Linked DNA regions of Mus musculus: all the other regions are linked to region 1. The links are chromatin contacts, called in public ChIA-PET, Hi-C and HiChIP or PLAC-seq maps. All regions are on one chromosome and are shown on one strand. Each heading gives the region's core, a stretch centred on a gene start, on an enhancer-like site or on the middle of the called end of the contact. The rest is flanking DNA. Distances are from core to core; before and after follow the strand shown.

Region 1 (5,075 bases), core at 1,312-3,811:
CACCCCCAGGCAAACCAAGAGGAGCAAGCAGTATGCAGAGTTTCTTCATTGTCTCTACTTCACTTCCTACCTCCATGTTCTTGCCTTGACTGCCTACCTTGTCTTCCCTCCGTGATGAACTTCAATATACGAACCCTTTCCCGAATCGCTTTTGGCTGTGGTGTTTATCATAGTATCTGAAAGCAAGTTAGGACACATCCCCATTTGACAGATGAGGAAACCAAGGAACAGGAGGCTAAGTTGGAGTAAAGGGAGTGTCCGAGGCAAGCAGGTCTGCTTCTGGATGCCAGAGTGGCAATCTCTGTGCTTATAGTCCAGTCAAGTCTAGGAATCATCCTGAAAGTACCACCCCAGATCCTTGAAACATACAGGGCGTTTTCTTCCTTCTCAATTCACTTTCCAAGTGTCTTCTGGGTTTGGAAGCTGAACTGGGGCCTACTGAAGAAGCCATGATGTCTTTGAATAGGATCTTGATGGGGGTAAACATCTGATCTCTACAGGGAAGAATAATTAATAATTAATTATCATAACATGACATGGTCATGTAAGGAAGTAAGGATTCTGGTGGCTCCTACTGAGTTTGACTCAGGACAGGGACTCCTACAGAATCTCAATATATACTAATTGAGCAATGCCAACGAGACCAGGCTGATGGTGGGCAGTCTGCTCTTGATTCAGGAGGAAGCAGTGAGCTGAAGGTCAAAGCTCCTTTGGCTAAAGGAAACAGTAGCCAGCATCGCAGGGAAAATAATGGTAGAGATTACCATAATACTTCTCATCCCACTTCCTGTGTGAATAACTGCTGGGTACCTAGTTGCTAAGGTTCACGTCTTGTCTGTAAGGAAGACATTGTTATTCTCATGGGAGCAAGGTGGCAGTGGAGTTTCAGGCCTGCCTCTTTCCCCACCAGGTTTGCAGAAAGGTAGGTAGTAGTCTCCAAACTTTTGATACTCACCCCACCCCAGAAGGGTGCCATGGTGGCTTCTCGGTTTCAATAAGAGAGGAAGAATGCTGTGAGTATAGTTGTTCTTGAAGAAGCAGACAAGCCACAAAAGAACATCATTTTGGGGAAAAAAAAAAAAAAAAAAAAAAAAAGGCTCAATTTTACTCATCAAAAAGGCAGACAGGGTGGGGGTGGGGTACACACTGTGACTCTCAAAGACTTGGCTGGGAGCAGTCAAAACACTCCTAAGTTGCAATCTATGAGATATTTTTGTTACATGTTATTATTGGCGAGGGCTGAATATAGCCCTGATAATTTTTCAGTTCAGTGAACAGAGAGACGAGGAGCCAGGGAGGTAGGAGGAACTAAGGTATTTCAGGAGTCAGACCCTTCTAAAAATAGGGCCACGTTTGATGGTGGGAGCTCTGAGCATGTCTCCCCTTCTCCTCCTGTACCCGTGATGTGGGCTTTGATGTCTACTCCTTTCTGTCTAGCTTGCCTGTCTTCTCAGTAGCCCCTGGACCAACTCAACATGTTAGCCATGGCTGGCCTTAAGCTCCCCCCCAAATGTGTTTCTGTCCTGATGTGTCCCAAGTTTGTCTGTGGTCTTTCCAATCCTTCTATTGTTGGAAGATTAATTTATTTACCCCCTCAGCGTCCTCTGAGGTGGTGCCTACTTGGGCACTACCTTGTGCCCCCTCCCCTATTTGAATGGACTGTTTTCTTCCTCTCTATTGCCCTGGGAAACCATAGCAAGTGACCCTGGTGTTCCAGTCCTCTGTACATGGCTCTGTCTGTGGTGCGGGACCATGAGTATCAGAGCCATGGGTGACGTCTGGTTTATCTTTGATATGGCAGTGACTGATGAATGAAGAGGTACACTTGCTGCATGGTTCTGTAAAGGGATTTGCGATATCCCTTCAGGGTGCCTCATGACCAAAGCGATGACATGGGCCAAGGGTTGCCTTTTGTGTAAACACCACACCCACATGTAGAGACACACATCCATAAGTCTCTCAAGGATCTGGCTAGAAAACTGCCACAAGATTATGATGATGTGGACTCCAAGAGCTGGCAGTTCCCAATCTCTACTGAATTAAGTCTCCTGCCTTTCATCTGAATGAGTCAGAAGAGCTTTGTCCAAGGAACCAAACATCACCAAGTGAGATAGTTGTCCAAAGAGTGGTGGTGGTAGTGTGTGCACTCTTTCTCTCTCCCTCTCCCTCGTCCCCTCTCTCTCGGTGTATGTGTGTGTGTGTGTGTGTGTGTGTGTAGCGATATATTTATAAGCAACCTGAACATTTAGCAAAGACCTCTCTTCATCCCTGTACTCGTGCAATTCTGTTTTCAAATTCCTTTAAAAACCCAGAAGGAAAAAAAAAAGTGTGTTAAATTCAAATTGCCGCTCTCCTGTAGAATTATGTGAAGAAGTATGCCAACAAAGGTTGAGGCCAGTAATTACGTGGCAGCCGAGCTCTTGTTCTTGATTCTCATGCAAAGCACTGCCTGATCCCAATTAGCACGGGCTTGTTTTTGCCTCTCTTGGTGTGCTGCCTCCTGCCCACCTTCCGGGGACTCCTCCCTGTGGGTTATTTGTTCAGACGCAGTTCCAGACACACCACTGTGATTTCCTTCTTAATAAACACGATCCAGTGAGGAACGGAAGACAATGAGAGGCACCTGCGCTGCTATTATAACTTCTCGTTCCCGCCCACCAGCAGAGTGGGGCTATGAATAAGTGAGAGCAGCCAGTCTAAGAATAGTAACAGCACTTTCCCATAAACACACAGTCATAAAACTTCTGCTCACACCAAGGAAGGACAGGCGTACCAGGCCGACACCATTGTTGGAAACTTGGTAGGAATGTCACTCTGAGGGCCAAATGTTTGCTGTCCATGACCCAGCCAGTGACTGAGGACAGTCCCCATTCCATGCTACAAAACAAAACAAACAACAACAACAACAACAACAAAACAGCCGAGCATTCCTGAAATTGTGGCAAGTCCTAGATAATGTCAGACGGGGGAGAGTCAGAGCAATGGTAGAGAAAAAGATAAACAAACAAACAAACAAAACCATAGGCTGTGGTGTCAGAAAACACAAATTTAGGTTTGTCTTAGTGTAAGAAATATGTATTAAAGTGGGGCAGTGGGGAGATGTCTTGGTCAATACATCTCCAGTGTCTGCTTTGCAAGTATGGGAACCTCAAGGTGGACTTGCAGAACCCACAAAAAGACCTGGGTGCAGCAGCATGCTCCTGTGATTCCAGCATGGCAGAGGCAGAGAATGGAGGGTCAGGGGACAGGGAGGGTATGCTGCTGTTCAGCCTGTCTGCATGGATACTGTGAGAGATGCTAGCTATGGCCACAGTGATTTAGCCCGACTGCATGGATACTGTGAGAGATGCTAGCTATGGCCACAGTTATAGTTACTAGGTTTTTACAGAGATGTTATCCACAAGGCGGGAGCCTAGAGATGAGGACCACACTGGCCAGGTGATGGAGAGGAGAGCAGATCTAGGGAGAACACACATGCACACTGTTAGTCTCATGGGGGAAATTGAGTCCTGTCTCTGTTTCGCTGTTTCTTGAGGGCCTTGCGGGGTGGGAACATACATTCAACAAATCATTTGCCGTTGGCATCATTAGAAGGGTCCTTCTGAGTGTCTTTACATGCGTGCCTACCATCGTTATTTCTAAGACGGTTTGTCACCCGGAGCAGAACAGGAACCGCTTTGGCCTTGCTGGCTCTGAGGTCTTTTATTAAGTTGGATCGCTGCCTAGCTTTCTAGTGTGGTGTCTCTGTTTCTGTCCGTGTTACTGCCCCTCTCGCCAATCCACTCTTTGGGGGACCCATTCTTTGGGGGAAAAGGAGCAAATTTTAGAAGCTTCTCTAGAAGGAAGGCTTCCCACATCAGCATGCTAACTCTCAGGCGTCCTCTAAGCCCCCACTCACATCCACTAGGTTGCGGCTGCCTCCTCTTCAAGCGTGCCGTGTAGGCTCTGGCCGGAGGGCCTTTGCACTCGATGGCTGCTTCTTCTGGGTGAATGCTCTGCCAGTGACATTACTCCCTTCAGGCCTGCATTCAAATGCTGCCTTTCCTGAGAGCCCTGTCTTGAATACTCCCGGTCAAAAATGACACACCTGAGCCTTCTCATTTTCTTCACTCAGCTTATTTCCCCCACGGTATTTATTGAACATCTGTCCCAGCTGTCAACAGATGACCTGTCTTTGTCGTACCCAGCTGCCTTGGCCCTGCTTAGGACCAAGAACTGGTTCCCCTGTGCCGGCTGGCACCACGACAAACTTAGCCAGTAGAGGGCACTAGAGGGACACTGGAGGCCTCAGGCTCTGGTGTGAGGTTCTCTGGAGGCATCTCCCTGTGGGCAACTCAATCCTGTCCCCTAAACAGGAAACGTCCTAGCGTACTCCTCCTCCTGGGAGACTCCAAGTGACTTTCATGGATGGGCATCTCCAGTGTTATCCTGACCTGGGACTAGAGAGCGGCTTCCCAGAGAGTCTGACCTTCATGGAGTCACCAGCCACCCAGTGGCTTTTCTCCAGCCTTACCCCTAGAGACCCTTGCAGGATGTCCTTCTAGCTTGGGCACACTGTCTCAGCACTCCCAGTGGCAGACTCCTGGACTTGGAAAGAGTTCTCTGCCCCTTGATAATTCACACCCTACTGTAGGTAGTAATGTTTAACTTGGAACTTTTTTTCTGTCAAAAGAAGTGTGACGTTCCAGGCCCCCATCTGGTTCCTGGCTGACATGGTAAATGATCTATTGGGAACGAATACATAAACATAGAAGAGGACTTCAGTTGAGGAGGATTGTATCTGTTAATTACCCATTTCATATAACAGTCTCACAGAATGCAAAACCTTGTTTCGTTTACTTACTATGCCACCAAAGGCTAGGATGCACACTCACTGTTATGAGCACTGAACAGTTGTTTGGAGGTTGGAAGGAAGTAGCAAAGTAAGAAAGAGAAGCAGGGGTAGGGGAAGGGAAACAGAAAAAGAGCAGAGCATGGATGGATGGATGGATAGATGGATGGATAGATGGATGGAAGGATGGATGGATGGATGGATGGATGGATGGATGGATAGATGGATGGATAGATGGATGGAA
Region 2 (5,075 bases), core at 1,102-3,601, 220 kb before region 1:
TTGGCTCCTACAAGAAGGGGTCACATACAAAGGAATGTCACAACCGTCTAGAATCTGTAAAAGGTAAGGAATGGACTTTGCTATAGATGTTAAGATTGGATGACACGTTGATTTTAGGACTTGTGTGCCAGGGTGATGAAATACATCTAGAATTTCGGAAGTGGAGGCAGGAAGATGGAAAGTTTGAAGCCAGCATAGGCTATGGGTGAGACCCTACCTCAGCAAAACAAGGTACCAAAACCCTCCTTCAAACAAAACAAAACCACAGGTAGAGATACACAACAAAACTGTATTCTTGACTGTAAAGACATACATTTGAATTATTAATTCATGCCACTAAATTTGTGGTGGCTTATTGCCACAGTGATGGAAAGTAGATGCAGATGATACCCCCAAGACAGAACCAAAGATAAGATGGAGAGGTGAGAATGGCCCAACACATTACTGAGTGCATTGAAAGGTAGGAGGCTGGTTGAAAAGAGAAGTCATTATATCTGGGTCACTGGAACATCTGAGGGACAGAGGCCACACAGGATGTGTGTCTATGATGGAGGAGCCAAGCCATATTTCAAGCTGCAAGCTGCACACCTGGCAATGAAGCTCTGGCCAGTTTCCCATTAGGCCAAACATCCAGTGAGTATCACTGAATCTCAGGCTTGCATTTCATTCTGCTCCCTCAGAAGTGAAGTCTGTGTGTTATCCAAGCGCTTAATCCCAGTGCGTGTTTCGGAAAGACGCGCTCTCCCTGGCTATTAAATTCAAAACGGAGAAGTCATCTTGTCAGAACCAGAAATGCTCTTTTCAAGGAGCTTTGCATCTTCCAGAGCTCATGGCAAAAATTTGAAAATCTCTCCACAAAGCAGTCACTAACGATGCAATGACTCACAACTGTTATCTGATCGGTCGTCTTACCAAAAACTCTAATACAACAGGGCATTTTAACACTTCAGAACATGGAGGCCTTAATGAGGGTCCGTCAATTGATCAGGCCTACCTAGGCTAGACAGAGGGTTCGGTGAGTAGAGTGTTTGAAGCACAAGGGAGAGAACCACCACTTCAGGTCCCCAGGTCCCAGGAGGCAGAGGCAGAGGATTGTCAGAGCAAGCAGAGTAGCCAGACTGGCAGGATTGCCAATCTCTGGATTTAATGATAGAAATTGCCTCAGCATGTAAGGTCTATGTCTTATGTCTATGAAGATATTTGATGGCAACCTCTGGCCACTCCACTCATGCACACACACACACAGAGATCCCACACGCGTTAGCCCATACACACATACACATGCTTACACATATAACACATACATAGACACGTGCAAAAGAGCAGTTACCAGAATTACAGTTATTAAGTGTCATTCCCAGTCTCCTGAACCCAAGCCCTTCAACAGAGCCCTGTTCTGCTCCCAACATCAGTCACCTTTGGGGTCCTCTGTCTACACAGTCACCCCCCTAGGCCTTTCCGTAAGTCTTCATCCTCTTTAAACACTAAAAGATGAGTCCAGGGCATGCCTAAACAGAGTGGACCTTTGCAGCTTCCATTCTTGGTACCCGGTCCCCTTCTTTTGTTTATAATATCCCAAAGCCCCTTGGGGGTCCCCCTCCCCAGCTGCCACCCGCTGTGACTTTCTCAAGGCATGGTTGTTTAGAAGCTAACGTTACTTCCTGGTGCTAGGAAGGGTCACAGGGCAGAGGCCTCCCTGATGAGAGTTTCGCAGCCTCTGGCTCATGATGTTGGTCCAGAGTGAAAAGCAGCCAGAGTGGCCTAAGAAGAAGCCATGGTGGTGGTCCTACCCTTTGGTAGTACTAGGAGGGGTGTTTGATGAAAACTGAGAAAGAGATAATTAAATCCTTTGGTACCATTTATGAACCTGGATCCCAACAGGCCTAAAGTCAGGCGCACTTGAATACTAGTAGGATCCTGATCCAAAGTGGTTTTTTGTTGTTGTTGTTTTTTGCTTTTTTTTGTGGTGTTTGTTTATTTGTTTATTAGGGGTGGTGGTGGTAGGGGCTTTCTTTAAATCCATTTAAATCTCATCTTTGGTTTGGATCTTGTGTCAGACTGTATTGCAAAAAAAAAAAAAAAAAGCCATCCTCTCTAGAAGAAATCTTTATATACACCGAACACCTGTAAAAATGTCCGATTCCTGGCACGGTGCCATTATTTCTATTTATCTCATAGTTTTCATCTGTGAAGTTCCTTGTGAGGTTTCCTGACACCCTCACAGGAAACAGGTTACACGCAGAGTATTGTTTTCATTTTCTTCTAAACTGACGCTGCCACTCAAAGCTACACCTCTCTCATATCCAGACACCAGCCGTTGCAGTCAGAGCCTCCCACCTGCCCACGTGTCCAGGAAGCCTGTGCCACAGAGGAAATGGCCCCGGCCAAGGTACGATGGGAACTCATCGTGACTATAGAACCTGTCCCGTGATGTCACTGAGTAGGAAGCTTCAGGGAGAGAAACTGTTGTCAGACAGTCAGACAGACAGACAGACAAGAAAGGAGGGGTTCTGTGGGAGTTCTCTCAAAGGAGAATTTTGATGCATCATTATTCAAAAATCTAATGACACGGGAATAGAACCATTAAAATACGTTATTTATTTTTAGTTATACTTCTACTTTTTCCTTTTTCTATTTTGTTTTTCTTCTTCTTTTTGGTAACTCTTGTGGTTCCATTGTATGTTAGGTAAAAGTTCCTTTGAGAAATTCAGATTAAGAAGAAAAAGGTGTATGGGTGTGACCCTTCCTACTCTGAAATGGCTCTTGCAAACCCTTCTGCCCGGTGGAACGGTGTGCATACGATTAGCTGCACACAGGGGGCCCACGGCTTGCATGAGCAGTTAATTTGCTCCACATTTCCAGGCTGCATTATAACCCTAATGATCACTAATAATAGACAGACCCACATTTTATTGAGTAAGTAATTTGAGACATTATGATTTTTATCATGCGAATAGGATTGACCAATTTACATTGGGCCCAGGGAGATAAATAACTGGGATCAATCTCTGCAGTGGCGGGCTCTGTCTCTTGGCAAACTGATAAGCATTGATCAGGAAGGTGGACGTCGTGAGGCAGTAAAGCCAACGAGCTGCTGCTGCGCTCCAGCCAGAAGGTCGGCCAGAGAGCCTGTGTCCACCTGTGACATGATGCCAAAGGCAATGGGGGGGACCTCATTTTGGGAGAGAAGGTGGGCTTTGTGCTCATGGGGCACAGACTCTCAAGCCAGTCCTGTCTCTCCTCTTCTACCTGCATATGACCTTTCATCCAGGAACACACCAGGAGGCAGGCAAGGGGCTGGCAAGATGGTTCAGGGGTTTAAAGGCGCTTGTCGAACATGCCTGGTGACCTGAGTTTTATCCCCAGAGCTCACAGAAAGGAGGAAGGAAAGAATTGATTCCAGAAAGCTGTTCTTTGGACTCCGTACATGCAGTATGTTACATGCATGTCCCGACATAATTCACACACGTGTTGGGCTTTTTTTTTAAGTGCTTTTTTAAAAGGAGAGTTAGGTAGAAAAAGTCTGGGTGTGGTTTATTCAAGAGGATGGAGAATAGGTTCCTCCCCCAAAGTCTGTAAACATAAAAGCAGGGATGGAAGGGCTTCATGAGATGCATCTACTCTGCAGAAAGAACCGAGCAGAAAGGGGATTCCCTTTATTGCCATAGAGGAAGCCACTGAGATCCTTGTGGCTGGGGTGACAATGATGGGGCCTCCAGGTTCTCTGAACTCACACACCAGAGAGTGGAGGAGAGGCGGAGCTCGGGAGCACTTTGCTGAACACTTCTAGAAAGATCTGCCTCAGTTGCACCTAGACACCAGAGCAAGAATGTTTTCAAAGCTCAAGCGCTTTGAAGGTGGAAATAGGAGAATCAGGAACTCAAGGAGGGGCTTGGAGAGATGGGTCATGGGGGAGAGCACACGCTGCTCTCTTGTAGGAACTGCCTTCCATTCCCAACACTGTGTCAGGTGACTCAGGACTGCCTGTGGGCTACAGCTCTGGAGGACTGATGCTCTTCTGGCCTGTGCAGGGGCCTCATGTAGCAAACGCTCACACAGACACATACATGCACGTACATGAAAATAAATCTTTGTATTAAGAGAGAGACGGGGCGTAAAGTCATTCTAAGCTCAAATACGGAGTTTGAGGCCACCCTGGTGCACTGAGATCTTGTGTCAAAAAAACAAAACAAAAAACAAAAACAAAAACAAAAAACAAAAACAACACAGCAAGCCAAATAAACAAAGGAATGGAAATCCTAGCAAACTTTTTTCCCTGTTTGAAGGAGTTATTTGTTGGAAGCAAAAGTCATATTTGGGGTAGGGGATAATGGTTGTTATTCTGGGCCTCACAGACTAACCTGCCTGTCAGTAACATCTGGCTTTTTTCCCTATGCATGTCTAGGCCATGTAAGTCCATACTTTAGCCATTTGTTTATAATTAGAATCATAAAGGTCTTCTTTCTTACTGTTTTTATTTAACCTAATACTACCTCAGGAATATTTTTTTCTCCTTTCTCATATCATCTGTTTTCCCACTTCCAGATGTTTTATTGTGACTCTTAACTTAAGGAGATGCCTTACTGAGGGGAATTTTTAAAAATGTACTTTAAAATGGTTTCTTTTATTATCTTAATTCTTTATTTGTTGCTCAGTTGGCATTTCAGACCAGATCTCATGTAACCCGGCAGCTTGCTGACTAGCTGAACTTCCAGTGTTCCTGCCTCGACCTCCCAAACGCTGGGACTACATGTATGTCCCACTGTGCCTAGTTTATGTCATACTGAGGAGGGAACCTGGGGCTCCCTTCCTGCTTGACAAGCAAGCGCTCTCCTTGGCGATCTGCATCCCTAGCCCCTGGGCTTGGTTTTTGATGTGGCTTTGCTGTCTAGGCTGACCTCAACCTTGTCACAGTCTGCCTAGGGCCTCCAAAGCTCTAGGGTTACAGGTGTGGGCCCTGGTGTCTGACCTAGGGAAGAGAACTATTAACAGAATGCAAACAAGGTGCTAAGTGACATTGGAAAAGCAGTAACAACAACAACAACAACAGAATACAAGGCACCATTGGCACTAAG
Region 3 (5,075 bases), core at 890-3,389, 190 kb before region 1:
CTGGCTGAGCTTTCTGGCTGCTCCCAGGGTCAGATGGAAAGAAGGCCAGCTTGTGCTTCCTCCCTCCTTTTCCCTCTTCACTGTTATGAAATGCAGGTGATTGGAAGACAGCTATTACTTTCTGAAATCCAAGGTGTGTGTCTGGGGGTGGTGGTGGGGCGGCTACCATCACAAAAGGCAGAATTAAGCTACGAAATTAAACCCTCTAAATATAAATAATAAATTCTCTCATTGGTGCCCAACCCCGGGGCCAACGTAAGGAAAACCTGAGTCCCTGCTGAGCCTTTTTATTACTTGAGGTATATGGAGTCTCTAATTTAGGGCTAAATATAAAACTAAAGCACACACAGCTGGACTTTCAAGTAGTTTCAAAGCACATTTAATACCTTCCCGCGAAACTTCCAAAATCCAAGCCGTCCCCGCTTTGCTGCCGTATAAACAGAAGTCGGGCAGACCTAACATAATGTATGGGATTCAAAAGGATATTTAAGAGGGGTGGGGAACACACAGGCTGAGGGCCCACAGCCATCAGAATGCTGACCCATGTTCACCGGCCCATGCTGTCCTTTGCTGGGTGGGTTATAATAGAAACCAGTAAAGCTAAGTAGAGGTGGGGGGGGGGGTGGGGGAGGGCAGAGTGCCGAGGAGGGCTGCCTTTAACCGCAGTTTTGTCTGCCCCTGAGTACTTTTCAGCACCATTCCTACACCCCTGGGCCAATGGAAAATGAGAAAGAGTCAAAGCCGGACTGGCAGACATGAATGGATTCTCTGTTAACCCCGGGAATTCTTCTTGAAGGAGAATCCAGGATTCTGGTTTATGATTTTTGTGTTGCCAGACACTTTAATTGATTTGTTAATGAGCCCCAAAGTCTCAAGACTTCTGTGAGCGAAAGGCAGTTTGGAGTGAACGCTATGTTACAGTTGAGGTAGTAGGTACTGTTCAAACAGCTCTTGCTTTGAAGGCGTGGTCCCAAAATAATACTCAGAGGTGGAGCTTCGGAAAATAATTGGATCATTAACGGCTCTGGCTGGCTTAATCATCAGGCTAATTCACTGATCGATTCATACTTTGACAACTTTATGGGGAAGCAAAAGAGACTAGAAGATTAGACCTACTTGGGCTAGGCAGATACTAGGGAGCATGGCTTTGAAGGTCACACCCTGACTCTGACCCCTGTCCCAGCGCCATCCCCCGTCTTGCTGCTTCCTGACCTCCATGAAGTGAGCAGCCCTGACCCTGAGGTGGCAGCTAGAAGCTAGCTGAGTCACCCTGGGTTAGCACTGGGACCCGGTCAAACAAAATCAGGGTCCTTATCTCTTAGAAGGATCTGCTATGGGGACAAAGAGGATGCAGACCACAGACACCCAGATGGCTTACAAAATGCAGCTACAAGTTCTTCAATAGTCTTCCCACCAGGAAGTAGAGCCTTATGTCCCCCTGCATTGAATCCCAGTGTGCCAGGGATGGTAAACTCACTATAAGGTCTCCTCATATGGTGAGAGGAAGTGGCTTCCTGTGATGTCCAAGGTCAGTCGGAGAAGACCTTGCCATGGCAGCTATGAGGTGTACGCCCTACAAGATCCAACCTCTCTAAGACCACCACGCTAAAGAAGCCAGAGGCGGAGCCCCCCACTTAGCCACTCATGCAGTAAGAAAGGTAATTATGGGCTAGCCCACCCACCAATCACCCCGTGACCTTTGCCCCATAGCCAACAGATTGAGAGACAAAGCAATCCCTACCCCCCCCCCCAAAAAATTGAGCCAGAAAATGATGGGATTTAATAAAAACAAAAACAAAAAAATGCATTGGTTGTTGTCTACTAGTAGCACGTGGGGCGCTTTGTAACTCGGGAACAGATAAATGACAGGGGCCAGACTCCAGGGATGTCGAGATAAAATGAAACCATATACACTACATTCCCAGTACACAGCGGGCTCTCGGCAGCGGCGGATGTCAGATCACGTCCCATTCCTGGTGACAATAGACTTGATTGCCTTTCAGTTTCACTGCCTATTTTTATACTGTGCGACGCTAAATCGTAAATTACAAGCAGCTTAGCAGCCTCTGATTCCTACCCAGCACTCTGGGTTTTATTGGGCTCTCAAAGTTAGAGAAAGGCGCACATGGAAATTGGAGCGGCTCCTCTGCTCTCCTCTAGGGGCTCTGGAAGGAGGTTCTTCAGCCGGAAACTCCTAGCTTCTGACCGTGCTTCGTGCCCCCCCACCCCCACCCCTCAACTTCCACTCCCCGGTGGCAGGCACACCACGGTGAACAGGGGGCTTTCTGCCGGGAAGTTTGCAAGCGTTTTTTCTGAGCAGTATTGGTTTTCTTTTTTCTAGCCGGCGTAGATTTGTGAGCTGCAATGTGTTCCTGCAGGAAGGAGGCAAGCAGCCTCCCTTGGCAAGTCTCACCATGAAGTTATTTCTCGGATCCGCATCTAGAATTGGTTGTATAACTTGGTGATTGCCAGAAAGCATTTGGGAGCCAGATGGGTCTTGGCATGAACCCTGGCTCTTTTCCTTCCAGATGGAGAGAACTTGGGGGCAGATTTTTGTTAAAAAAAAAAAAACAAAACAAAACAAAAGGAAAAAAACCTCAGTTTACACTTTTGAGAAATGGGACTAATCATAGTGCCCTCTGGTAGTGCATTTGGGAAGCCTCAACTAGGTAAATACTCGAGGCCCTGCTCGAAGTCGGAGCTCACAGTCATTTTTCTGCTAACAGGAATCCTCATCGCTGGAGGCTACCCCGGCGAAAGTTGTTGGACTTGGCTCAGAAAAGCATAAGACGCCTGTGAGATTAGAAATTCGGATACAGAACGAACAGCATGCTGGTGTATACTAGACACTCCGGAAGCCCGGTGGCCTGCTACCGAACGCATTTGCTGCTACTTCTCGTAAAGCACGCCCCCCCCCGTTTTCCTGAGACCCCCCCTCTGCGGGATAGATGATGGCCATTGGTATTTACAATGAAGAGCAATCATTCAGCGTCTGGATGGAGGGCTCACCCAAGAGCTGCTAAACAGAAAGCTCTCATCTCTGTTTTCTCATCTTTAATACAAACTCCCATCCTCCATCTCCCTTCCTCCAGCCTCCAGCCTAATTCTGAACACCCCCACCCCCACCCCCACCCCCGGTAATGAACATTAGCTGGGAGGATGCTCTGGAAAAGCCGAGCTGGAAAAAGTTTCTCTGGAGCCCCACTGCCGCAGTCATTACATAACCAGCTCCCTCCAGCAGCAGCCTGAGGTTCGCTGTGGAGATGCTTCCATTTGTAGCCTCTCCAAGTTCCTCTGGTGCAGCGGCCCCCTCCTTCCAAGTCCCTTCCCCTCCTCTCTCTTCATGCCTGAGGTCTGGCTCCACTGGAAGCCACCCCCCCCACACACACACACACGCCACTCGCTCATTTTTTTCCACATAATATACTGCAGTTTATTACATAAGTGATTTATTGCATGCGTCTTAATGTATAAGGGGCAAAAAGTTGTTTAAAATAAATCCAACTGAGAGGATAATCTCTGTGGGCAAAATGTACTTGGACTTAATTTCTCTACTGGGTATTATACACTATATAATTGCCTTAAACAGAAGCTGCACACACAAATTTAGCTTGGCACCGATATCTGGCTACACGGAACACTCAAGTTACACGCTGGGTTTTTCTACAAATCCTTTGCTCCCCCGGAAGAAAACTCAACAGCATCCCTTAAAGAAATATTCAGCCTGACTCTCCCGCTGAGATTGGGAGGGGGAGGGTAGAAGAGCAGCCCATTGTATCCTGGATGGAAGGGGTGGGAGGCCTTTGTCTTGAGAGAGAGGGCAAGGCTGCCAGCTTGTCACTGGGCAGATCTGGTTCCTGGAATTCTGTAGCCCCCTCACTGGCCCTGGACATGGGATATGCACTTAATTAAAGTTGATGGTGGCTTGCCCTTCTTTCTCCTACAGATTAATTAATTAATGTATTCATTGACTCCCTCATGCATTTATTCATTCTACAAATACTCTCTGAGCTGCTCTTGAGCCCTTGGGCGGTGGTGGGTCCTGGGAATAGGAGAGTGAGCCACACACTGTTCCTGCCCACACCTAATGAGGAGACAGGCCGTACGTAATTAAGCTGTCCTACCACACACCTTAAGTGTGACAGGACAGGCTGTTGCGAGAAGAATGGGTACGTGGTGCTCTGAGGGCCTGTAGAAGACAGAGAAAAGTTTCAAGGGAATGGCTTGAGCGGGTGTTAGTTAGCCTTTGCTGCCGTAAGGAATACACCCAAATTTAGATGCTCAAGGCAACTCTGCTCTTTATGATCGAAGTGGTCAGGAGTCCAAATGTATCCTTAAATCCATGTATCTGGGAATCAGGCTCCTGATAGAAGGCATAGGAGAGAATCTGGTTCACGGCCTCTTTTGGCTTCTAGAAGTTACTGGCCTTTCTTAGCACATGCCCCTCCCTCCATCTGCAGAGCTGATGAGGTCCAGTCTAATCCTTTGCCTGTGCAATTCCCTGTGATTCAACAGCATCTCTCTTCCCCACTGTAGGAAACTGGTGAGAAAATCTGGCCCACCAGGCCATTGAGAATCATCTCCCACGCTGAAGGTCGGCAGGTGAGCGACCTTCGTTTCTTCTGTCACTTCAGTTCCCTGTTTGCAATCTTAAGATACTCAACAGGATCTGGGCATTATGACATGGACATTGTTGGTAGCCCTTATTCGACCTACCACAAAGAGGACATAAAGAGTAAGAAGGAAGATGGGGAATATCACAGGCAAAGGTGGGGTGTGGCATTGATGAGGAATTGCTGAGATACATCCAGGAACCCAGCTAACGGGATGGAAGAAGCAGGCAGGGAGCAAACTCTGGAGAGTCAGGTCCCAGGTGAAAGGCCCGCTCCACGCCCCAAACGCCCGGAGAAAGGAACCATTTAAATACTCTAGTTGAGGGCTAAGCCTGTCAGTTTTCCTAAGTCTGTCAGATTACAGATGTTGTTGCTTTCTTACTCTCTAAAGGAAGGGAGAGTGTTGTATGTTAAAATATGGCCTATGGGGTATGGTGGAAGAACACTCGTCATCTCAGTACT
Region 4 (5,075 bases), core at 1,602-4,101, 160 kb before region 1:
TACACACAAAATGCAAAATGCAGGACCAGTCCCGGGGCCTTATAGGAGTCTGCTGTATTATCCTGAAGGAAATGCAACATCTGGATATGGGGTGGCCCTTGCATATTGTTCACTGGGGCCAGTCGTAGAGAGTTAAAGGATTGTACAATCTCTTACAGACTCTAGGGGGATTTCAAGACTGTCCCGAATCTGCTCCTCTGTTTCAAGCGGGGAAAGTGAACTCTGCGAAAATTCCTCTTCAAACAGCTGCAATTTTAAAACTTAAACCAAGTCTACCCATTTCATCTTTTGAAAGATGAAAATATGTAGATCTAGCCTCTTTTTGGGGGTCAAGATTTTGGTCCTGGTATGAAATGCTAACTGTGGTTCCTACAGTGGGACACCTGACTATGTCATCCGTGTCACCAACAGGAGGCTGAGATAGAAAAAGCTGTTTTCCTTCTTACTTTTTTAAGTACATTGTAATGACTAAATAAAGTACAGGTATTGTAATTGTGGTTAGATAGCCAGACAGTCATGCAGCACAATTTGTTGTGAAAACTGAGGTTTGTCTAGGTAAGTGGTATTTTTACAAACCTTCTTAGAGCCAAGAGAACTGAAACCATTCCAGGAGCATTGTTGGGAATAAAACTCGGTAGAGGAAGAGTTTACCAGGAATAAAGGACTAACAGCTGTGGTGGAGATGAATCACATGTGGCAGGTGGCCTCCGTCTTTCCATCTAACGTAGAGCTAATATGACCTAGCACGCAGTAAAGTTTTCAAACTGGAGGCTTGTCAGTACAAGGGATCCCGTGGTCCTGTGTAGACTTAGGATGAATATCAGGGAATAAGGTGGCCATGAGCTGAATCACCCCACAGTACCTCCTGCAGTTACCAACTGTGTTGGGATACAGATGCAATTCTATATTCCAGTTGGAACACTTAGTGCAACTTCCCAAGATAAGAAAGAGAATCCTCGGCCACCAGGAATCCCTGTTTGTTCTTGGGTATCTGCTGTTTCAGGTGTGAGGGCATGCAGTCTTAGGGATACTGTCCAATGCCTTTGAAACGTGTTTGCATGCACTCTTAGAGAAGGGTTTTGTCCAATGCCTTTGGAGGGGGTTTTGTCGAGAAGGCCCTATCAGTTTCTCCCTGCAGGCTAGAAAGATTCTGTCTACAAACACCACAGGAACTTCAGTCAACTTCAACTATTTCAGGAGAAAAGGACTTCTCTGCCCTGTCCCTAACACAGTCCTGTACAAAAACAAGGTGGCAGAGTAGAAACCCTTGTCTAATATATGGTCTCAGAGTCCAAGCAACTGAGAAGAGAAGGTCCCAGCCACCTGCCCTGAACAGATATATGTCCTTCTCTTGTCACTGATGATGGTATGCTAGTAATGGCAGTTTTTGCTTAGAAGCAAATCAATGCCCAACTAATAGGTCGGGAAAACAAAAGACTGGAAGTAAATAGACAAATGAACGACGCACAGAGGGTGTGGCTGGGAATGTGAATAGTTTGTTTCACGTCTATCTGTTCTCTCTTTTGTTTTATGAATACTCCACAATGACATGAATTCTTTTGGGATTTTTGTTTGTTTGTTTGTTTTTGTTTTTTAAATGCAAAGAGTCTCCCCCATGCTTAGAGAGGATCTGTGCCTACTTTTCACAGTGTCCTATAAGAAGAGGGCTGAAAGCTTCTCTAAGAAAGGAACACAGCAAGGCTTTAGTGAGAGCAATCTGGAGGACCAGAGCAAGGGCCAGGCTTCCTTAAGCCAGTCTCTGCCCACATTCGTTCTGCCTTTGGCTTTGCTTGGGAGCTGGATCAGAAAGAAGGGAGCCACAAGAAGTTCTGAGGTCATAACTAACCAGGCGAATCAATGTCTTCTGTTGGAACCTGGGGTCTTCGGGAGACACTGCAAGGAAGTCTCCTTCTCCAAGGGAGGTCACAGAGATTTCTGAGCCTTCCGGACAAGTACCATCCCCTCACTCCCGACAAACACACGCCACACACACCCCTGCTGCCATTTCCCCCAGATCTCTAGTTCTTACACACACACACACACATATAGTTGGAAGCGGCGTGTTCAAACAAATACTAGACACAAAGGGAACAGAGTCAACACTTTAGGGACCAAAGTAGACAGATCAGCTTCCCAGAGCCGCATGGAGAAGCAGCACGGATAGTGGCCTTGTTGACTTGAGACTTAGGTGACTCTTGACTGTCCCTAGTCAGATGACATTTCTCTAGTGAGCTGACATGCTAGACGCAAAGCAATAAGGCAAACAGAAAAGGACGGCAGCTGTCAGCCAAGCGCTTAGGTGTTGGTTGTACAGAGGTCCTAGGCAGGGGTGGAGGTGACCGTACATCTTAGATGGCTCAGCCAGCTTGCTGCCCTTTAGTTCCACTGGAACCAAGCATGGAGGGGACCCAACAAGACTGGTCCCAAGAGGAGGGAAAAAAAAAAACCAAACAAACATTTTAAATAGAATTTCTAATAGAGAGATCTAATGTAGGCAAGACCAAATGTTACCTGTTCATTATTATTGTTTTGTTGTTTGTTGTTATTGTTATTATTATTATTATTTGGTTTTGGTATGACATTAATCCAGAAACTCATCTTCTCTTCTCCAGTACAGATGTTAAAGCTTAGAAATGAGCAGCCAGGCTTCTTCCAGGCTGAGGTTCCATAAAGGAGACCCAGATGGAGCTACAAATGGCCAAGTTGCAACTTCCTGTTCCACATCGTGCCTCTCCTGCCCTGCCTGCTGGGTTTCTTCAGAAATTACTTGCTCAAGTCGTCCTTTCGGGTTTCACCACCGTATGCCGGGTGGCTCCCTTAGTCACAGACCCCCACACAAGCCACACACACTCCGGATCTGAGATCCTTACCACACAGGCCCCGAGTGTCGGGAGTGGGTGAGGTCCTGGGGTACCAAGAGCAAAACGTTGCCGCTTTGGTTCTCATTTCAAAACTGCTTGAGAATGAAGATCAGAAAGAGGTAGGTGTGTTTCACAGATGCTGCTGAGATGAAAGGGCGCGCGGAGTCTTGCAAGGACAAAAGCCCATGCTCGCTCATCCGTTCAGTTGTTTGCTCATGGGTCTGTTCCCTCACCTGAGAAATAACATCTGAGTGTCTACACTATGCCAAGAATTCTGTGGGGCTTGCAAGGGTGAATAATGAAGAGAATGTTGAAGTCCACACAGGTAGAAGCATAAAGAGTTTTCAGTGTTCCAGGACCAGAGGAGGGGCACTAGCCAAATGCACCAGGGGGATGTTGGGGCATCTTCACAAAGAGGCTTCACAAAATTTTCAAGCACTGTGGGATAATGGGCAGGAGGGTACCAGTCATTGGGGATGGGGTTGGGGTACTCGGGCAGAGGGTCAGAGCACGGGGAGACATATGGCAGCTGGCAAAGATAGAAGGGAAGATTATGCCCTTAGACTAAGGGTCCTTCTGGGCTTGAAGGACCATGAGTCTTGGCTATTCTCCCCCCAACCCCTGACTGCCAGATAGCTCTATGGTAGAAGCCTGGCACTCTTGCTTACAAGCTCAGTTGGCTCCATGCTGCCTGCTGACAATGCCCTTGTCTGGGCTAGGCCATCCACATGTAGAACTACCAACACTGGGCTTCGAGAAGTGTGAACAAATGACTCTATTCTTTGGGGTCTGACCGTGTGCTAGCTGCACAATGTATTATGGACCCACAGAACACTGTGCCCTTCTCCTTGGCCTGGACCACTGTCGTCTTACCAGAGACCCTAAGCCCCGGCAATATTTCAAGTTTGCTCTAAATAAAAACCAAAGGAAACGCTGTTAACAATCTCCTGTTAACAAATCACACCTTTATTTATACACGCATAGAGAAGGGCTGGTTATCTCGGCTGATGATTTTATACCCACTATGGGGTCCCTACATCAACCTCAATCTAGCTTTGGAAAAGGAGGCTACACCTCCTAGTGGAGCCAGCTTCCGAGGAACCCTGGCCTCTCCTAAGACTCTGCAGAAGCCAGTGTCTGTGAGAAATGGAAGAGAGACAAACGCTTGCTGTTCAATTAAGTAAGATGTTTATTGGTGTGATGTGTGACACGCGGAGCCCTCCTAGGTTATTATCTGGAAGATGGTTCATTTATCTGCAGTGTGCCCTGCTACAACATCATCTAAAACACTGCTTCTTCAACATAAACCCCAAAGAACTGCCTTTTCCTTCCTTTCCTTTATAAAGTATTAACGAGATTGGGCTTCCCTGGACTCAGTTGCTTTGTGAGAACATAGTGCATCTCTCCCTTGCTTTTTGTCTTTGTTTTCTGGGGTTTTGGGGTTTTTTTTTTGGTTGCTTTTGGGTTTTGTTTTGTTTTGTTTTGTTTGAGTCAAAGTCCTGCTTTATAGCCCTAGTTGGTCTGGCATTTACTAGGTAGCTCAGACAGACCTCGAACCCACAGCATTTCTCCTGTCTCTGCCTCATCTTTAGTGGCACTGGAGATGTGTGGCACCGTGTACGTTATTTACTGTGTTTATCCAGACAATGGATGAGGAGGTAACTTTATATTTTCTCAGCGAGGGACAGAATGTAAAAGGCTTAGAATCCGACCTAAAGGTGACACAGGCTCTGTCTTGCCAAAGGAAAGAAAGCCTGGCAATGTCCCTTGAAATAGTCCCAGGATTGGTCGTGCGGACTGAGATAAAGAAGTCGGAGGAAATAAAGACAAAGCTACATGCAATTTTTCCCGGCTGGAGATAGAAATTGTTCCAGTTCTGTTGATGAGGGAAGGGGGGACTCTCAGCTCAGAAGCCCAACCCTCTGACCCCGTATCTGTACAGGAACTTGTGTCCTTCAAGACACCCAGAAATGCTCCCCCTTTGCCCTTTCATCTTGAAACTTCGGTTGCCAAGAGAGGACTCTGGAGAGCAAACAGATAGACACAAGGCAGGCAAGGAAAAGAACAAGAAATCTAAGCAGGCCAGCATATAACTCAGGAGGCTTAGACCAGGGGAAAAGAAAGAAAGCTCAGAGGGAAAAAAAGAGGAGAGGGATGAAGGGAGGGGGAAGAAAGAGGGTGTGAGAGTAGAGGGTTAGGAAGAGGAAGAGGGAA
Region 5 (5,075 bases), core at 1,034-3,533, 160 kb after region 1:
ATGGGAGGACTTTGAGCCCTGCTCTTGTGTTAGGATGCTGAAGATTCAGCTTCCACCCACACGGTCTTCCCTGCGCCAGTGGTCACGATGCCAAGCTCATCCACTTAAGGTGAGTCGGCTGAAGATCTGTGCACTTAGATGAACTAAAAAGGCATGTGGGGACTCACCGGGTCCAGGCATCTGTTAAAAAGCTATGCATGGTGCCAGATCTTTATGATGGGAGGCCATGATACATCTTCCACGGGCCACCTGCTGGGGCGGGGCAAGTGGAATGCCTGAGCAGACATTTTGGTGTTGCAAAAAGGCTTTGTCTGTGAACTCAGTCCAGAGATGTGCCATCAATTTGCAAAGCAAACTGCAAAACTGTCACATGTTTTAAGTAAGCTTAGACTTTGTGTGTGTGTGTGTGTGTGTGTGTGTGTGTTGGGGGGCACTGTGTTCATGGCTCTCCTTGGTCACAGGCTCCTCTGGGTCCCATGGGGGGGGGGCACACCTAGCGTGAGGAACTTCCAAGCTCAGACTCACTCTTTGGATGCCTCGAGCATTCCCTCCAGGCCCGGCTGCTCCTGTATTGGAATAGAACAAAGGAGAGGCACCTCCCCTCCTGGGTGTGAGTAAAGGGGTGTGGGATGGGTGTATCAGTTTTCATACTGATGTCACCTGGCTGCACTGGGGGTTCAAGCATAATTGTGGGGGAAGGGGTGTTCTAAGATGAAACCGTATCTCAGCAGAGCACTGTGCAAGGCTGACATGGTAGAGGTCACATGCCAGACCTCTCCAGGCTTATTTTTTTTCTCCTGCCTCACATTGTTCTGTGCCTAACCAGCACAGCTGAAAGGGAAACTGGGAGGGTATCTGTGGAAAGCCTGTCTGCTACCACAGGGCTAACAAGTGACAACCACTCACTCGATGGTCCCGGCAATCCTCCATGTCATGATTCCAAGTGGGGAACTCTGTGGCACAGAGAAGACAGCGTGTTGAATTCAGCCATTGAAGAGACCCACCGTGTACACATGGGCTTCTCCCAGGCATTGATCTGTCAGTGCATTTATTCTAAACAGATTTTACATATGCTATCGAAAGCTCCAAACTCGGTGCCCAAGTCACGTAAGTCCCTCTATTTGTGTTCAGACAGCAGCGTCGAGAAAGTGAGGGAGATTCAAACCTCAAAGGGACTTCATCTGTGGGTCGCTGCTGCTTCTCCTGGGGTGTCAAGGGACACGGGTGGGTGGCCTCCGGTAGCAGACGGCAGCCACCTGCTATGACTGAAGAGGAACCTCAAGCCTCAGTCTTGTAGCTTTAAGGGACTAAATTCTGCCAACACCTTGAACGAACGTGGCAGTGGATTTCCCTCCAGTGTCCGCAGACAGGAGTGCAGCTCCAGCTGATGCCCCACGGTCTTCCTGAGGTTCAGAGATGATAACACAGCTATAATGGGCCCTTACTTTCGACCTATAGAACTGCAGCCATTGATATGGGCTAGAGTTGCCAAGTGTATGCTGATTTGTTACACAGGGATGGCGCACACACAAACAGAGCAGAAAGCAAGAACTCCAGCTTAAAGAACCCTAAGTAGAACTTCTCTTCTGCCTTTTTTTTTTTTAAATATTTTTATTAGCTTTCACAATCACTGTTCCTATAGAGCATAAAACCCTAATCGCCACAGCTCTGGTTTTTTTTAGTTAGAAAAGGTTGGTTCCAAAACAATACTTATCACTGTTATTTTCCTTGACAGTGGTGATATGCTAGGCAGGCGTGAGTTCAGGCTAGTAGTAGCTAGTGAAATTCCTTTCCCATGCCAAGTGTTAGATAAAATCAGAAATCAACATCCTCATATACCAACAGTATTGAGGATTTAGGCTACAAAAAGAATATGCTTTCTTCTATGTTACTATGTCCAAAGGATCTCTGCAATGGATATTTGTACGTAAAAATATCATCCCACCTCCTATAATCTGTCAAACTACAGAGAGAAGGGAAAAAGGAGTGGATTTGTAAGTTCCTTCTTATACCCAAAGTATACCAGAGAGAGAGAGAGAGAGAGAGAGAGAGAGAGAGAGAGAGAGAGGGAGAGGGAGAGGGAGAGAGAGAGAGAGAGCACCACTCACTCATTTCTGTGAAGCAATGTAACAGCAAACTCCTGAGATCTGAGTTATTTCAGACAAACAGAAAAATGTAGCTTTGGGAGGAAGCTGGGAACTGGCCCTCCTGCATTAGACTGTAAGCCAGGGCATACACTGAGGAAACAGAGAAGGTTGGGTGAGACTTGTGGTCTATGTCTGTTTGCTCCGGGTCTGTGAGATGGGTGGGGTGAGGACCTTCCTGTTTATGTTCACATGACTAAAGCCCTTAGTTAGAACACCCCATCAAGAAACTCATGCCGGAAGTGGGTTTCCCTCGAGGGGAGCAGTTCAAGAAAGAAAAAAAAAAGGGAAAGCTACGTGGAATACACAAAACGCTCACACATGACTAATTGTGCCTTTTGCTGACCACACTGCTCCCAGAGTCCTTGATTCCTGACATATGTGACAAGTGATGCTAGATCCAAGGTGATGCAAGGGTCCTGGTGAGGAAGGGGAAGTGGGTGAAGTCATTTCCACTCATTCATTGTCTGGAGAATGTCTTCCACAGCTGACGACACTGCTCTTGACACCCACCCCACCATTCTGCTGACAGTCGCACTATTCCTAAACATTCCTGGTGATGATCTTTCCCATGACGGGAGGATCTACAGTAGGCTGGGTCTTGGGAGCCGTCAGGAGACTTTTGCTCTATCTCCTGGCTCCTCCTCTACCACTTTCCTTCTCCCATGCTGGGCTCCTGCCAGACTCAACTGTATCTCTTGGCACACACATGCTCAGGGTGGCAGTGTATGATGCCCAGCAGGCTAGTAAACAGATATCACATGGTCCTATGACTTGAGAGGGTACTGTGGGGACTACAGAGGATGCCAACTTGCCTGACTCAGTCTGGAGGAGGAAGAGGAGGAAAAGGAGGAGGAGGAAGAGGAGGAAGAGGAGGAGAAGGAAGAGGAGGAAGAGGCGGAAGGGGAGGAAGAAGAGGAAAAGGAAGAGGAGGAGGAAGAGGAGAAGAGGAAGAGGAGGAAGAAGAGGAGGAAGAAGAAGAAAGACCTGCAGCTAGCTTTGGATAGAACATTCCAGGCAGAGAGATGCACCAATCCATACAAAGACCTGTTAACAAGACTGAATGTTTAGGAATGGGCAGAGTCAGTGTGTAATCTTCTACTTGGAAAAGCAGTCGATGTGGGTGCTGGTCTTGGGATATTCTCTCTTCTATGTCCTCCCCTCTATCAAACCCAGTACCTCACACATGCTAGCCACCAAGATATAGTCCTCGGCCTTCGTCTATTTCTTACTAGGAACAATTTCTTTCTTTCATTTTTATTGTAATCTGTGGCAACATGTAAATGTGCTGCCAACCTTGAACCGTAAGATAGTGCAAAACAATATGTGTATGACACTGGCCCAATTCTTCTGAAACATGAACGGTGGCTATGGTGGGCACCGAGACTCAAGCCCGGGTCAGGCCAGTCTCTCCTGACTCAAATCACCATGGGCTCAGTACTACTTATACTCTTTGTTATAGCTTACAATTATACTCTCCTGCCTGCACGGTTAAGATGGCACCTAAGATAAATGAACCACCTCTAATAAGGGACGAGAGCCTTCCATCACGGAAGGTCCCTGACCATTCCGGAGGCTCTGACCCCACGAGAACTTTGCTCTTCACAAGTCAGGGTTGGTCACCAAATCCTGTTGCCTTCCACTGACCCATACATAGACTTACTGCCTGTGAGCCGTGTGTGACCGACCGGTTACTACCCATCTCCATTTCTCCTTGTTGGGATCCTCTTTCTCTCCAAAGGAGGAGGGGAAAAAATACCATGTTTATCTCCAACCTCCCCGAGTCTGATGTGCAATACGCTGGCATTTGCTGGTAAAGCATAAAATTATAAGGAGGGCCTAATTGACCCTCCTGTGTCTTTGAAAAAGCCTGTCTGTGGTCTCTAATTGACCCTCTAGGTACCTATGGAACAATGAATGAATCTTCGAGAAATAATGGAGGGCGATGATTAATAGCCTGGGCCTGGCTGGACCTCTGGCTCTCGCAGCTCTCCCCTTCCTCCCCTCCGCGACACTCGATTCCCTGGATTTTATAAGCAGCGATTTATTATTATCGCTGAATAATAAATATCCTGCAGTCAACACTGGAGAGATCAGAGACGTCATGGTTCTGCAGGGACAGGGATAACGTTTGTGGAAGCTGGCATCTCCATTTTTCTCCTTTTGGCATCTCTCAGAAGAGGCCTCCTGTGGCCTCCGAGGTTGAACTAAAAAAAAGCAAGAGATGGCTCCAGTTCCTAGGACAATTGCCACAGATGTAAGGCACTCTAGAATTGCAGGGGGTTTTGTTCTTAGTCCAAAGAGCAAAGTTTGCCCCTGCTGAGGGAGGGGGGGGGCAAAAGTAACAATAATAAAACTGATAATAAAATAAATGGTATTAATGTGATGAGAAGTGTGTAAAAGGCCTGCCTCCACATTATCTTCATAAGTACATGAGGAACATCGGAAGTGTAGGCAGTGCTACTGACCCCATTCTTCAGGTGAATAAACTGAGGTGAATAAACGAAAGGAGGTCATCTCCCTGAAGTTGCGAGTCCAGATGTCTGCCTTGCCGTGCTCTCCACCACTGCCTTCCTACCATTCAACAGTGATGTGCCAGTGTGTAATTCTAAAGACAAACATATTGAGATGTGGGCAAGCAAATGCGGAAGATTAGCTTTTCCTTTCTTATGGTTTGGCTGAGAAATGCCTCCTTTCCCAGACAGTGTAGAAGAACACATTTAATTTTAGAACTGTACATGTCTCCAAGGAGATCCAACAAACCACAGGATTGGTTTTATTTTTTTTCAATTCATAGCAATAAGTGTGCTTGTAACTAAAATTATTTAATAGGGGGAAAGGAGGACTTGGGACGTAGGTCCACGGCTGTAAGCCTGGCATGGGGCAGGTTGGGCAGGGGCATGGAGGACAGTTTGGTGTTGGCCATTGCTA

The links. Hi-C and Micro-C count contacts between places; a contact is called where the count stands out from the background. ChIA-PET counts read pairs in DNA pulled down with a chosen protein or histone mark. HiChIP or PLAC-seq counts read pairs in DNA pulled down with a chosen protein or histone mark.
Region 2: a Hi-C map of Th2 cells shows a contact between it and region 1, with 3 times the contacts expected there. The contact joins two enhancer-like sites. A contact is called at or near these places in 5 of 484 Hi-C or Micro-C datasets (CD4 T cells, Th1 cells and Th2 cells) and 2 of 115 datasets of contacts at active chromatin or transcription factors (CD8 T cells and memory CD8 T cells).
Region 3: an H3K27ac HiChIP or PLAC-seq map of heart atrium shows a contact between it and region 1, with 3 times the contacts expected there. The contact joins two enhancer-like sites. A contact is called at or near these places in 3 of 484 Hi-C or Micro-C datasets (cerebral cortex and uterus), 2 of 115 datasets of contacts at active chromatin or transcription factors (Th17 cells and heart atrium) and 1 of 9 other capture datasets (embryonic stem cells).
Region 4: a contact with region 1 is called in a Hi-C map of Th2 cells, with 2.9 times the contacts expected there. The contact joins two enhancer-like sites. A contact is called at or near these places in 1 of 484 Hi-C or Micro-C datasets (Th2 cells) and 1 of 9 other capture datasets (embryonic stem cells).
Region 5: an RNA polymerase II ChIA-PET map of memory CD8 T cells shows a contact between it and region 1, with 29 read pairs. The contact joins two enhancer-like sites. A contact is called at or near these places in 1 of 39 promoter capture datasets (the C10 cell line), 1 of 15 datasets of contacts at CTCF or cohesin (pro-B cells), 12 of 484 Hi-C or Micro-C datasets (B cells, the C10 cell line, CD4 T cells and 5 more) and 2 of 115 datasets of contacts at active chromatin or transcription factors (large pre-B cells and memory CD8 T cells).

What each region holds. Positions count from the first base shown.
Region 1 is chr8:114,970,762-114,975,836 of GRCm38.p6, reverse strand. All of the region lies in intron 8 of Wwox (WW domain-containing oxidoreductase), which reads right to left. Among named protein-coding and RNA genes, the nearest start is that of Gm39257, 12 kb to the right of the region's middle. Within about 2 kb of position 2,561, at least 36 of the 459 cell types and tissues checked have an H3K27ac peak or open chromatin away from gene starts, as enhancers often do. A contact at or near this core is called in B cells, CD8 T cells, Th1 cells and 5 more, where this site is marked.
Region 2 is chr8:115,187,242-115,192,316 of GRCm38.p6, reverse strand. The region is part of intron 8 of Wwox (WW domain-containing oxidoreductase); the gene reads right to left. Among named protein-coding and RNA genes, the nearest start is that of Gm39257, 230 kb to the right of the region's middle. Within about 2 kb of position 2,351, at least 57 of the 459 cell types and tissues checked have an H3K27ac peak or open chromatin away from gene starts, as enhancers often do. A contact at or near this core is called in CD8 T cells, Th1 cells, Th2 cells and 1 more, where this site is marked.
Region 3 is chr8:115,157,160-115,162,234 of GRCm38.p6, reverse strand. The region is part of intron 8 of Wwox (WW domain-containing oxidoreductase); the gene reads right to left. Among named protein-coding and RNA genes, the nearest start is that of Gm39257, 200 kb to the right of the region's middle. Within about 2 kb of position 2,139, at least 143 of the 459 cell types and tissues checked have an H3K27ac peak or open chromatin away from gene starts, as enhancers often do. A contact at or near this core is called in Th17 cells, heart atrium and uterus, where this site is marked.
Region 4 is chr8:115,134,792-115,139,866 of GRCm38.p6, reverse strand. All of the region lies in intron 8 of Wwox (WW domain-containing oxidoreductase), which reads right to left. Among named protein-coding and RNA genes, the nearest start is that of Gm39257, 180 kb to the right of the region's middle. Within about 2 kb of position 2,851, at least 5 of the 459 cell types and tissues checked have an H3K27ac peak or open chromatin away from gene starts, as enhancers often do. A contact at or near this core is called in Th2 cells, where this site is marked.
Region 5 is chr8:114,812,764-114,817,838 of GRCm38.p6, reverse strand. The region is part of intron 8 of Wwox (WW domain-containing oxidoreductase); the gene reads right to left. Among named protein-coding and RNA genes, the nearest start is that of Gm16118, 110 kb to the right of the region's middle. Within about 2 kb of position 2,283, at least 88 of the 459 cell types and tissues checked have an H3K27ac peak or open chromatin away from gene starts, as enhancers often do. A contact at or near this core is called in B cells, CD8 T cells, Th17 cells and 1 more, where this site is marked.